Regions from separate parts of the Sus scrofa genome. Here region 2 is linked to region 1. A link is a contact called in public HiChIP or PLAC-seq data. All regions are on one chromosome and are shown on one strand. Each heading gives the region's core, a stretch centred on a gene start, on an enhancer-like site or on the middle of the called end of the contact. The rest is flanking DNA. Distances are from core to core; before and after follow the strand shown. Region 1 holds the start of UBQLN1 (ubiquilin-1). Region 2 overlaps UBQLN1 (ubiquilin-1).

Region 1 (2,700 bases), core at 53-2,552:
TGCCAGTCACAGCCACGACCACAGCAATGCCAGATCCCTAACACGCTGAGCGAGGGCAGGGATTGAACCTCCAACCTCACGGTCCTTAGTCAGATTCGTTTCTGCTGTGCCACGACAGGACCTCCAGCTCTTATATTTGTTTCACCAATCATTTAACAAACAAAAATTGTTCAAAAGAATATGCCTCAGACACCCTGTGGCCAAATCAGATCCTAGGCCTGTTTTTGTAAGTAGTTTTACCAGGACACAGGGAGGCTTAGTTACCCATACACTGTCTGCAGTTGTTCTTTGTTACAAGCACAGAGCTGAGTATTTGAGATGGAAAATGTATGGTCCACAAAGCCCGATACAGCTACTATCTAGTCTTTCGATGGTTTCTTACAAGGTAGAGTTGTATCCAAAAAGGGCTCTAATGAATTACTTAACTACATAGTCTTACAGATAAATTCTATTACTCCATAAATTGAGCATAGTCATCAGAATTTTTGTAGAAATTGATGTAGATATAAATAATTACAGAGAAATTTTTCCTAAGTGTAGGGTTAGAGATAAATGATTGGTTTTCCAATGGCAGAACTTTCCACCTTGACAAGTAATGATTACCTCACATCCAGACACAAACAAACAGTCATCTTCTAGCAGAGAGCCTTGTGTAACTTCTTCATGCTATTATTGAACAAGCTGCCAGGAATGTAGCTGATATCAGATGATGCCTATGTTGCAATTTACACTTTGAGAGCTCCTCTTAGACCGAGATTCCAAAGGAGCTCTGCTAAAAAGTGGTCTTCATGTAAGAGTACTTATAACCAGAACAGAGTTGGATGGCTTAAGAACAGAAATACAGTACGTATCCTTGCATATTTGGATCATGGTGGGGTGTCAGAGTTTACACTTGTGCAATACTGGTTAATAAAGTTCATGTCCTGTGTTGTACATTCCTTTGCAAGTCATCTTCAAAGGCAGATGATAAGTTCATTTCAAATTTAGAATTCTTTAGAGGGAAATTAACTTACTGTTTCTTATTTGTACCCATGTTTCATTGAATATAATCTTCGAAACTTTAATGCCACTTGAAGTCTGAAATGAAGCAGTAACTTAATTTGAAAGAATATAAAATGAACACCTGAGCTTCATTAAATTGTCCCAGTTGGGTGGGCACTTCTTGGGTACTCTGCTTGTGCCACAAACATTTGGGGGGATAGTATTCAGAGAACTCCAGGATGCACTAGCAGGGTTGTCAACGCAGGAGAGGCCACTGTCAACACAGGTGGCCTGATCACCTGACCAAACGGGACTGACCCGAGGGTGGGAAGCTCTGGCCATGGAGCAGTGACTCCGCGAAACTGCGCAAGGTGGCTACAGGCATGTACTCCATTTTCCTTTTCTTAGGACGAGGATTTTTTTCCTCCATTAATTCATAATTCAACTCTCGCGCACCGGGCTATAAGAGCAAGTGTTTTAAAGCTTCCAAGTGGGTAAGAATCAAGCACATTTAAAATCAACGAAACACCTTGCGGGCATTTGTTCTAGACCCTCCTCGCAGCAGGCTACGCAAAGCAGGTACGGGAGCTAAGGGGGTGCGCACCGCCACCGGGGGGAGGGGGGGTGTAAGGTGAGGGGGTTGGGGAAACTACCTGGCCCACCAGCGCGCACGCGCATCTCCAGCCGCAGCGCCCAGTGGTCGATACCCCTTTCCAGTACTTTCGCTAGCCGTGACGTCATCCCTCTGCGCCCTTTCTGTCTCCCCGAGAACACGCGAGTTTATTTTTTGGTGAAAGGGGTAAAAAGAAATGAACTGACCTCTTCTACCCCACTTTGTTTTTAGTCCTTCATTCTGAACGCGCCTACGCTTTGAGCAATGGAGCAGGAAAGGGCAAAAAAGCCAGCCAGAGTCCCAAGCGGCGCCGGCCTGGCATGACTCGGCTACGTCTCCAGCCGCGTTACCCGGCGTGCCCCGCGCGGCGCCGGCAGAGGGACGTGGGGGGGAGGGGCGGGGAGGAGGAAGCGGCGGCGGCGGCTGCGGATGTCGCTGTGAGCGAGCGGCATCTGAACACACGGCGGCTGCCGAGCGCCCAACCCGGGCCTGCGCCGGGGTCCACGCCAAGCTTCGCGGCCCCTCGCCCGCTAGGACAGCCCTGCGCCCGTTGTCACCGAGGCAGCGTGCCCCACATTCTCCGCTGCCCAGGCCGGCCGGCTCTGGCGTCGCCTGGCTCCCCCTCGTTCGCCCGCTCCCTCCTGCGCGCCTGAGTCACCGCCGTCGCCGCCATGGCCGAGAATGGTGAAAGCGGCAGCCCTCCGAGCTCCCAGGACAGCGCCGCCGCGGCCGAAGGTGCCGGCGCCCCCGCGGCCGCTGCCTCCGCCGAGCCCAAGATCATGAAAGTCACCGTGAAGACCCCGAAGGAGAAGGAGGAGTTCGCAGTGCCGGAGAATAGCTCAGTCCAGCAGGTGAGGGCCGCCCTAGGCTCGGGGCGTAGTGGGGATGGCGGCAGGACCTCCGCCCGCCGTGGGAGGAGACGGTTTTGCAAGGGTTTGGCGGTGGTGGGGGTCGTCCCCGGAGGTGCCCTCATCCTTTCTCCCGCGTCTCATCCCAAATTCGATCACACCCAAGTTCGTGGGTTTGCTCCTGGGGGCATCGCAGGTTTGTGGCGGGGGCCGCGCGGCCTTTTTGGGGGATGAACAGATGCTGCTTCTCTCGGCTCC
Region 2 (2,761 bases), core at 215-2,714, 41 kb after region 1:
TTTTCATTTAAGGCTACTGCATGCATCAAACACTTCTGCATTGTAATTTTTAAAAAATATATCACCTTTTATAGTTGGGTGAACAGAATTTTTGTCCAGCATCTGTCCAGTTTATTTGCTTTTTAAACATTAGCCTATGGTAGTAATTTATGTAGAATAAAAGCATTAAAAAGAAGCAAATCATTTGCGCTCTATAATTTGTGGTACAATATCGCTTATTGTGACTTTGGCATGTATTTTTGCAAACAAAAATGCTGTAAGATTTATACCACTGACAGTTTTTGCTTTATTTGTATACAGTATATGTATGCACATTTGGAACTGCATTTCTAGAAACATACTGCAGTAGATTATCTGAGCAGAACATCTGCAACTGAAAAAGTATAGATAAGGAAATAACTTTAAAGCTGAGTATTTCCTAATTGTGTAAGATCTTACAGCATCTTTGATAAACATCTTTCAGCAAAAGTACACATTAGGTTTGTTGAAAATATAGTAGAAAAGCTGATTCTGGTTATCTCTTTAAGGACGTTTAATTGTATAGACATCATAATGTAACATTGTCGCAACATTCACAGATTGTAAATTATCTTAATCTTTGTGCAGACTGAAGGAGCACTTAGTATAACCCAAAAGTGCATTCGCCTAGGACTTTTCAGCTTTTCCCATAGGTAGTTTAACAGGCATTACAATTTGTAATTGAAATGTTGCTTTCACTGAAAGTGTCTTGATGTTTCATTTATTTTTAATCGCCATATAAAAATAGAACTATCTTTTGGGTTTATCATTTTTCTCATGCACAGGCAATACATGAATTTAAAATGATTTGTGAGCCACTTGTTTCTGAAGTGTTTTGGTAGTTCTATTAAGAAATAGTTAAATATTGTGCTTTTCAGAGCCTGAGAGAAGGGGAATTTGGGGGGTGGGGAGGGGATCTATCCTGGATTGGGCCAGCCTAAATAATACTGGCAACCAAGATTCTGTTAGGATTTCTGTGCATATAGTGTAGTAAAGAAGTATCATTCAAGGGTGAAAACAGAGCCGTTTTAACAATGTTGAGTACATTTGGCTGTTCTACAGCTTTTTCCTTCCTTCCCCAAAGAAGTCGTTTGCCTAACTCTCAAACTGTTGGGGTGGTACATTCCTTTAGGACCAATTAAAACATAACTTTTGGGTCAGTAATATATTTGGCTGACTCTGATGCAGTATTCTCTTAGGTCATTATATTCTCTCATGTACAGTTACAGGAAATTAAAATGTTAAAGTAACCTAAAATGAATTCAGACCAGTAAAATCAAGGGAAATAAAGTTGAATTCCATTACTTCTGTAAGTTGCTTGCTATTAAAAAAAAGTAAAGAGGCCAGGTTGCCCACCGTTTTGTGCACTGTTGTGACACTTTCCCCAGGAAGAAAACCATGTACAAAGGTCGAGGTGGAGGCATGACGAAGAGGAAGTTGTTAAGGATGGTATTCATGTGTCTCTGTGCTCTCTTGCCTTATGCCTCAGTACGGTTGAAAAACTTGTGTACTGGCCAATGGTGGTATACAGTATGGGATAGTGTCATAACCAATTTGACAATTTATTAATCACAAAATAACAATAAATCTCTAGCTTTTACACTTGTTTGTCTTGCTTTTTTTGTAGAAAGAAAAAGATGTCTTGCTCAAACTGTCTTTTAAAGACTATTGAAGTTGATTTACCTTAGACTTTATCACACTTGAGATTATTTTTTGTTAATTTTTTTTTGTTTGCAATTGAAATATGTGCATGTATACCATATAGTGTGTTAAAAAGAGCCAACAGAGAAGTTAGGTGGCCTGGGCTTTGTTCACTCCTTTTGGTATGTGATTAGTTAATTCGCCTTTTGAATCAGGGCATTAGGATTTCTTCACTGTGGAAAGTGGTGGTGAGGCCTGTATACAACACTCACTAAAGGGTCTCCTGAGTACCTTTTAATTGTTGTACTGGTGTGATTTTGTTTTTTTGTTTTTGTTTGTAGTATGTTCATCTTAGATCTGAATTATCTTTTTAAGGAGTTCAAACTCTGTACAATTCTTAAAAGCACAAAAAAGAATCTTGAAATACTGTAAATTGTTCTCATGTTAGTTTATTACAAAATGAATAGAGAATAGACTGGTGGAAATAACATTTCTAGATTTTATTTCCCAAGTGAAGTATTTGTGGTTCTAAACAAAGTTAGCAAATTAGATAAATGATAGTTGGCCTCTGTGTATTCAGAATTGGAGTTTCAGGCCTAAATTTAGTAATGAAAGGGGAGACGTTATTACTCTATTAATTTTATAGGCAAGTTACAACAGAATTGAAGAGGTAAGAATGTCACTAACATTAGTGATGAAAGTGAAGCTAAGGCACGTCTTTGTGCAAAACAAAGAGTTACGTGGTTTAGGTGGGGAAGTACTGTATACTGTCCTCCTTCTCTTAGAGGTTAACTTTAAACAGGTTGATTAAGTCAGCAAGAAGTCCTGCATTAAAGAAACCTGTTTAATTCAACCTTGTCCTATCCTCTACCATCCTTTTAACCATTCCTCAAGGTAACAGTATATCCAGTGAACAAACAGGCTTGGGAAGACTATACTTGGCAAATCTGTGCTTCTCTAGTGTGGCATGCGGTATTCTCCCTTCTGGAATTTCATCCATCTTCTTTGGCTTATGTAAAGCTTGTTGGTTCTTCTGGGATTCATTTTAGAGCCCTCCTAAACTTTGCTAACCAGTTGATGTACTCTGAACTGTCAACTGTTG

What was found. HiChIP or PLAC-seq counts read pairs in DNA pulled down with a chosen protein or histone mark.
Region 2: an H3K27ac HiChIP or PLAC-seq map of alveolar macrophages shows a contact between it and region 1. The contact joins the enhancer-like site here to the promoter of UBQLN1 in region 1. A contact is called at or near these places in 1 of 5 promoter capture datasets (liver), 6 of 47 Hi-C or Micro-C datasets (embryonic fibroblasts, fibroblasts, liver and 1 more) and 1 of 2 datasets of contacts at active chromatin or transcription factors (alveolar macrophages).

What each region holds. Positions count from the first base shown.
Region 1 is chr10:31,274,614-31,277,313 of Sscrofa11.1, forward strand. UBQLN1 (ubiquilin-1) reads left to right here and starts at 1,303. Exons shown (of 12, transcript XM_021064658.1): 1 at 1,303-1,560; 2 at 1,826-2,445. The coding sequence starts at 2,266. It overlaps LOC110255669 (a long non-coding RNA gene), which reads right to left and starts at 1,933. Exons shown (of 2, transcript XR_002336308.1): 1 at 1,801-1,933; 2 at 1-1,077.
Region 2 is chr10:31,315,902-31,318,662 of Sscrofa11.1, forward strand. It overlaps UBQLN1 (ubiquilin-1), which reads left to right. Exons shown (of 12, transcript XM_021064658.1): 12 at 1-1,620. Among named protein-coding and RNA genes, the nearest start is that of IDNK, 24 kb to the right of the region's middle. Within about 2 kb of position 1,465, at least 1 of the 83 cell types and tissues checked has an H3K27ac peak or open chromatin away from gene starts, as enhancers often do. A contact at or near this core is called in alveolar macrophages, where this site is marked.